Regions from separate parts of the Mus musculus genome. Here region 2 is linked to region 1. Evidence: chromatin contacts called from public HiChIP or PLAC-seq data. All regions are on one chromosome and are shown on one strand. Each heading gives the region's core, a stretch centred on a gene start, on an enhancer-like site or on the middle of the called end of the contact. The rest is flanking DNA. Distances are from core to core; before and after follow the strand shown. Region 1 overlaps Gm40032 (a long non-coding RNA gene). Region 2 overlaps Stx8 (syntaxin 8).

What was found. HiChIP or PLAC-seq counts read pairs in DNA pulled down with a chosen protein or histone mark.
Region 2: a contact with region 1 is called in an HNF4G HiChIP or PLAC-seq map of pancreatic cancer cells. The contact joins two enhancer-like sites. A contact is called at or near these places in 1 of 484 Hi-C or Micro-C datasets (the HL-1 cell line) and 1 of 115 datasets of contacts at active chromatin or transcription factors (pancreatic cancer cells).

Annotation. Positions count from the first base shown.
Region 1 is chr11:67,818,189-67,821,818 of GRCm38.p6, forward strand. All of the region lies in intron 2 of Gm40032 (a long non-coding RNA gene), which reads right to left. Among named protein-coding and RNA genes, the nearest start is that of Dhrs7c, 22 kb to the left of the region's middle. Within about 2 kb of position 1,738, at least 20 of the 459 cell types and tissues checked have an H3K27ac peak or open chromatin away from gene starts, as enhancers often do. A contact at or near this core is called in pancreatic cancer cells, where this site is marked.
Region 2 is chr11:68,070,741-68,074,589 of GRCm38.p6, forward strand. The region is part of intron 6 of Stx8 (syntaxin 8); the gene reads left to right. Among named protein-coding and RNA genes, the nearest start is that of Stx8, 110 kb to the left of the region's middle. Within about 2 kb of position 1,626, at least 21 of the 459 cell types and tissues checked have an H3K27ac peak or open chromatin away from gene starts, as enhancers often do. A contact at or near this core is called in pancreatic cancer cells, where this site is marked.

The sequences.
Region 1 (3,630 bases), core at 488-2,987:
GGTTTGATTGTCAAAAGCACTGTGGGAGGTTGGGGAGAGGCCACAGCAGTGGCAGTCAGAATATGAGTGTGGCAGCATGAGGACAGGGAGGATCAGAGACAGAGATAGAGACAGAGACAGAGACAGAGACAGAGACAGAGACAGAGCCTCGGGGCCTATTCAGAGCTTGGCCAGAGTCCCTACCTGTTCCCTTACAGGCTCTGCTTTGTAAACTCCAGGCCAACAGTGTGTTATTATGGCAAGAGAGTCCCAACAGACGATGCTGTCACCTGATCAAATCGAATCAAAGTGAGGAGCAGTGAAGGACGGAGAAAGGAGGTACTACAAGGTGGTTGTGGTATGAAGAACAGAACAATGGTTGGTAAACCCACATCCATCTAGCTTTAGGATATCGATGTGCGCTTTAGATTTAAACTGAGGGTGAGTGAAGCAGAAGGGCAGAGGTTTGCATAACTAAAGAGTCCTGGCTAGGTGTGTCTGGTTGATCATTGTATCTGTTCTGTTTCTGGGGGGGGGGGCGGGTGAAAGAAGCCTTTCTTGCTTAAGGGGACATGCCAGCTCCCATAAAGTTCCTGCTTGAGGGTAATCTCATGATAAGGTGTCTTACCCATAAGGCTCTACTCTTCCTGTGATCCATGGTGACTTGCAAGTTTGGCCAATGTTGAGAGAGACCTGTGAATACCATTTAGGGTCTGGAATAGGACATTATGAGAGCTGACTGCTGGGTAAACTAACATCTGTGCCTTCTGTCTTGAAGAGGGGTGAGACTGGTTAGGTGTCACCAGTTTTTATATGGACATTCCTTGAGGGACTGACATGCCTGCACACTGAGTTAACCCGAAGTCTGACCCGAAGTTTTCAAACAAAGGAGATGGATGTGAAAGCAAGGCATAGATGCCAGGTGTCTGTCCTGCTTTTGTTATCTTGCAAGCCTGAGTGAGGAGTCAACTAGGACCTGCTGTAATGGGGACAAAGGCCCAGCCTTTGGGTGACTGAGGAAGGAAAGGCTGTCACTAGAAGCATGCATGTGGTCACTGAGGGTTGCATTCTGGCAAAGCAAGGACTCTGGAGTAGGGAAAGGCCACTAGGATTCCACTAAAACAAGCCAGGGAGATCAGCTCTAAGGAAAAAGGACCCTTCTGTGTATGTGAGTTTGCTCTACCATCCCCTGCTAGCTGGCCAAGGGTTTTCTTAAATTGAGGGATCCCAGAGCCTTGGGGGGGGGGGTGGACCTAATAGAAATGATAGGTGGATATCCCAAGCAACCCATAAGTCAAATTTGCCGTCTCCCTCAGGATGCAACGTGTGGCTCTGGGATGTCACTCTGCCACCCTGCCATGGTGGGGCATCTCACTAGCATAGTAAATGAAAGTCTCCAACCTTTATATTGATACACAGAATGAAACAAATAAATGAAATGTTAACAAGGTAGAAACAAAGAGGGGGGGGTGGAAACAGATATGCTATGCAATAAGAGTGGTGACCACCAAGTGGCACTGTTGCTCCAAACACATTTTGCCAACACCTTCCTAGAAATTCCACAAAGCAGCAAGAGTCCATGCACCGTATTCACAATGTCTTGTACAATCGTAAGAAGGATCCCATGAAGGTCTCCTCTCTGCTAGGCTCCCTGGAAAGACTTGCATTCCGTGTCACAGATGGGAAAAGTGAGGGTGTCCATGCTCTGCTGCCTGCTGCTGCTGCTGCTGCTGTGCTGCTCAGGGGAAAACGAGGGTGGCCTGGAGTGACTTAACCCCGAGGACACAGAGTGACTGGATGGTATAAAGGACCTAGGTAGCAGTAGCTGTCCCAGATCCCAGACTGGTTATTCTAAGACGCAGAAGAGATTAAAACACCTCTCAGCTCCATGCTGTGAAAGACAAAGGTGATTAGTTTCTTGTCTTTGCTTCCTGCCCCAAAATTGAAAAGAAAAAAAATCTTTTAAAGTGGACTAAGTAGAAAAGCATAAAGAAACAGATAAATCTATCACAATTCCCAACCATTTTTAGCACATGTGCCCTTCCCTGGGAAGATTAGAACCCTCACTGAGGCACCACCTAAACCCCCAGGTTCCTGCTCCAGGACAGGGCTGTGAGGGGACCTCACAAATTCACGATGGCCAGGCTCAAACAGTCGCTATTTGCCTTACCAGATCCTTTGTTGGCTGCATCTCAGTGTCCCCAGGAGATGGCAGCAGTGGGCTCCCCTGGCTATTGACTATTGATGGGGCTCTGCCTCTGGAGATTGCCTGGCAGGAGAAAATGAGGCCAGGGCTCTTAACTTCCTCAGACTTCCATCGGGTTGCTGTGGTTGCCTGGACAGGTGGGCAGCAGATGTACCCTTAGGCTATACTATGGCTAGACAACTCCTCCCCTCATCCCTGGAGTTCAGGGAGGTTAACGGGTCTTGCTGTTGTTAACCCCAAGGGTGTTTCATAGCCCCTTGCCGGTTTCTGTTAACTCTAGCCACACTGCTTGACTAGTTTCTGCCTTATAATTTCCTAGGTTACCTCATTGCCTCAGAAACAGACCTCTGGCAATGTCTATGAGGATGTCTCTAGAGACTCTAGGGAAGACCCACCCTGAATATGAGTAGCACCATTCCATGGGCTAGGGTCCCAGAAGGGGAGAGTGAGCAGAGCACCAGCAGTCTCCTCTCTGTCCCCACAGCATGGTGAGCCAGATCTGCATAGGAGGAGGGGCTCCCAGGACGTCAGCACCAGCAAAGTGTATAATGCCCAGTCAAGGCTGCCCACTGCCAGCTCTGCCTGGGACTACAGTCAAGATGGTCTTTAACTCAGGATCTCTCACAGGAGTGAATCAAAGGTTGTTGAAGATATACCATGAGCCAATCTGAGTAGACCTTGGGCCATCCTGGTTGTCCATGGCTTCTTGCAGTCACTGTCATTCTGCATGCTGAGACAACTGTGTGAATGCTTAGGAAGTCAATTGTGACTTGGGCAGAGGGAGGGACATGACAGGCAGCAAGAACCCAACCTAGACATTTATTTCCTCAAGTAACTCAAAAGTTTTGTTTTGGGGCTGGAGAGATGGCTCAGTGTTTAAGAGCACTGGCTGTTGTTCCAGAGGTCCTAAGTTCAATTCCTAGAAACTACATGGTGGCTCACAACCATCTGTAACGGGATCTGATACCCTCTTCTGGTGTGTCTGAAGACAGCTACAATTTACTCATGTACATAAAATAAATAAATATTTTTTTAGGAAAGTTTTATTTTAAGCATTTAGATTTAGTGTATCAAATATCCCTCTACCCCACTATCACCCAGGTGGCATGCTTCATTGCCACCCTCGTCCCGTTGTTGGGATAAGAGGACAGCAGTGGCACCAGGGCTATTATGTCCTATCTGCTTAGAAGTAGGGTTGGTCAGCCATCTGATGGCTAATGGCTTAAGCCTGGTCCACATGCCATCTGTAGGCCAGGAGTTACGGGACAGCACTGTCTAAACAGGAACAGAGCAGTGTAGCATCCTTCCCCCAGAGCAAGCCATCTCCTACACTAGCCACACTCTCAGCTTCAGCAATGGCAGATGGCTCGCATGCATGCCAAGAGCATTCAAACTCACTTCGCCAGCCTCACACCGTTGTTGTATCTCTTCAGCCTTTGCAGCCA
Region 2 (3,849 bases), core at 376-2,875, 250 kb after region 1:
AGGCCAGAGATCCTTTGTCTGTGGATGAGATTTCTCCATCCAAGGACCCACTTGGTAATACTTACCTGCCTAAAATACACACCGATCCTCCAAACCACTACTGGGAGATAAAGATTTGTTAGCACAGTTTAGGGGTCAGCAAACTCTCTGGCTAAGGGTCAGAGCCAACAGGACAGGACCAGCCATATGCTCTCTGGCACATCTGTGGCCATTGCAGTTGTGTCAAAGTAGACATAGTTGTCTATAAACAGAATGTGGTTCCTCCACACCATGAAGTATTTATTCAGCTGATGGAAGGAATAGCTGCTGGCATATTCTACAATGTAGAAGAACATGAAAACATTGTACTTGGTAGAAGAAGCCAGACACTGTCTTTCACATGTTGTATAATCCCATTGACTTGAAATATCTGTAATAGGTAAATGCATAGCTGTAAAACTCTAGATTGGCGATCCCCAGGAACTGAAGGAAAAGGCAGTGGATGTGAACTGGAAGAAAGGACAGTGGGTGTGAATTGAAAGAAAAGGCAGTGGGTATAAACTAGAAGAAAGGACAGTGGGTGTGAACTGGAAGAAAGGGCAGTGGGTGTGAACTGGAAGAAAGGGCAGTGGGTGTGAACTGGAAGAAAGGGCAGTGGGTCTGAACTGCTTTGGGGGTAAAGAGACTGAAACTAGACCTAGTATTTGATCACTACTATGAATGTACTAAATGCTCCTGAATTGTTTAAAGTACTACTTCTATGTAGTATTGACTTGACTTCAATAAAAGATAAAAAAGAACAATTCACATTATAAGGTGTGGCAAAGCAGCCATAGTTGATATGTAAATAAGTGAATGCAGGTGCATTCTAATGTAGTGTATAAAGCTTTATTTATAGTGAGAGAAGAGGGGATAGACAGATTTGCTCTGTAGGCAGTTTACCAGCCCTACTACAATGTGAAAGATAATTTTGATAGTGATTGGGGATAGGATAGGTGGGGATGAAGACTGAGCAGATGAGAAGTCTTGGAGTGGGAGAGCAGTTAGCCTGGAAACTATCCCAGTAATCTAAGCAAGCCTCTTCACTGTGGAGGAGGCGCCGACCCTGCCTTACCCTGTAAGGTGGATGGGATTGCGGTCTTTTCCACCTACCCCTACCGTTACTTTTGTATGTGCATTTAAATTTTCCCCTTAAAAAGGATTGGGCACAGTTCCAAATGGAGAGACTCTCTTAATAGAATGAGAGGGCAAGCTGGCGGGGAAGTGGCCGTGAGGGAGAAGAGCACCAAGGCTTCTAAGCATTCACAGGCTTTTCAGCTGAGGTTGGCTCAGCACTCTCTGTTGACTTTAGGACTCTCACACTTGCTTGAATAATGACAAAGATATTTACCTTTTAGACTCGTGTGTGTGTGTGTGTGTGTGTGTGTGTGTGTGTGTGTGTGTATGTGTGTGTGTGTATTCTTTCATAGATAACCTTCACCACTCTTAATGCATTAGCTGCCAACTTTTCCTCCTCTTCCTCTTCCCTCCCTTCTTCCCTCTCCTGTTTCCCAGTGCTGAGATTAGAAACTCAGGAGCTTACAATTACGAGGCTCCCAGATCCCCTTAGGATAGTTAAGTCACACATCCCATTAGTAATAATCTTGAGATGTGGCCAAAGGTGTGACTCAGTGATAGTATCTGTTCGTGCCACACACAAGGCCCTGACTTTAATCACCAGCACCAATAAAAACAAAAGTATTTGTGAGTGAAGTTCTAGATCATTCTTTATAATTGCTCTTATAAAGTTATATACACTATTGCTCTGTGTATTGCATGGATCCTAAAAGAATTTAGAAGAGGTTTTCTGTCCACATTCTAGTGACTCATCTCATACATCCTCCTTTGTAGACTCTTCATGTAAATTATCCTTTGGCTTAAATTTCCCCCTTTCCCAGCGAAATGGAGCCTAGTAAGGAAGCGGTGCTGCCGTGTGTATTGTTTTAACATTATCCTGGACTATGTGCTGTTGGAACTTTCCGATGTGGAAACAGCTGAATTGCTTCTGAGGCTCTCACACACTGAGTTGACTTGAGAACTTAGTGATTAATAAGGCAAAACTATTTCTCTTCGGGCAGAGCCATGGGTTCGGTTTTTCTTCGGGTTAAAAGAACATTAGTCTTCTAACCAGGGATTTCTGCTGTCTTTATAGTGGAACAAATGCTTTTTTCAGATCTAATCCTGGCGTGATAAATAAAGCTCTCTGCAAGGTGCTTGGGAAAGTTGTAAGCAGCTCCCGCGTGGAGAGGCCTTTGTTGTGGAGGAAGAGGCCTAACCTCAAGGGTTAATCAGTCACTGTTCGTGTAGGTCAGAGAGAAAAGTTCACATCTGAGTGGTACTGGCCATCAAGCCCTTTCTTGTGGTTCTTTCCACAGTGATATATTCTTAAATATCCCTTGAGTTCAAGCCTCCCAGATAGATTTATTGGAGCAAAATGTTCCTTGTCCATATGATAAGTTGTGTATTTATTTGCATTGAAACTGAGATAAGTGACAATCAGGAACTCTGTGGTAGCTGTGATTTGAGCAAACATGCTAGTAAGTAATACTGGCCAAGTGTCCAAATGTGCATCTAACACGCTGCCTGGCATATTGCAGATGTTTGTTGATTGCTTATTGGCTGAATGAGTGTAGAGTTTTACGAGGCTGAGTCCAGTATGGTGCTGCCAAGTTGGGCCAGCGTGTGATAGTTGCACAGTCTTCACTTTGTAACTGTTTTGTTAAACTGTATATGTAGATCTTTTGGGTTTCCCTTTACATGCTGGATTTCAGGATTAAAATGTTTTTAAGCACTTTAAGGGGGGTTGTAACAAAGTATATCCTATCCATGGAGCTTGTTTGCTTTAGAGGTTCAAGAGTAATATGCTAAAATTTCCTTTGTTGAATTGAAGCATAAACAGTTGAGTGTTTGCTTGTCAACACATAGAATTTGGTAATTAATTTGTACTTGGGAAACTTGCTCTGGGTTTGAACACTTAGGAAACAAGGTTTCCAAGTATGTCTTGCTCCCAGCCAAGAGCAGCTGTGCCGTACACTGCTTTTCAGGTGGCTTCTCTGGGACATCTGTGAAAACAGACGTCAGTAACTGAGCGTGGCCGAGAGCATGGCACTCTGTAGTGTTCTGTGATATATGGTGGCTGGGGTCTCCACTGGAGTAGAACACCATGCTGACTTGTATAAAAATACTTATTTGACTTAAATTTCATTTCTGCTCAGTAATAAATTGCAAGGATAAACCTCCCAATGTTAGGAGAAAGTGTATAATACACTATGCAGTTTTCATTCAGATAAGCTCAAGGTGGAGAATCGGGAGGTGACGCCTCCTTAATGGCTTTGGTTTGCCCTGTGATGTATATGTCCGTGATAAATTAAGATGACTTTCCTGGCACTTGTGTGATGATTATTATCAGTTACAAATAATTCTGGACGATGGTAGTGCGCGCATTTAATCCTAGCTCTCAGGAGGCAGAGACAGGAGGATCAAGGCCAGCCTAGTCTACAGAGTGAGTTCCAGATAGCACAAGACTATGCAGAGAGACCCTGTCTTGAAAAACCAAAACCAAACCAAACCAAACCAAAAATAATAATAAGAGAAAAGAAAAGGACTTCAGAGTGTGTGCCACTACACAAGCAGAAAGCAGCACTGCAGCCAGCCGGGGGAGGGGACGACACCTGTATGCTCCCCCGTGCTGTCTATCCTCTCGCCAGCCCAGCGAGGTTTTGGGATCTTCTGCTTTCATTCCTCATGCCCTGCCTCCCAACCGCAGTCCTCTCTTACTTCCTATGATTCATAGGAAAAGACAAGATCAGGCTTTTAAAACCAGTTAGCTAA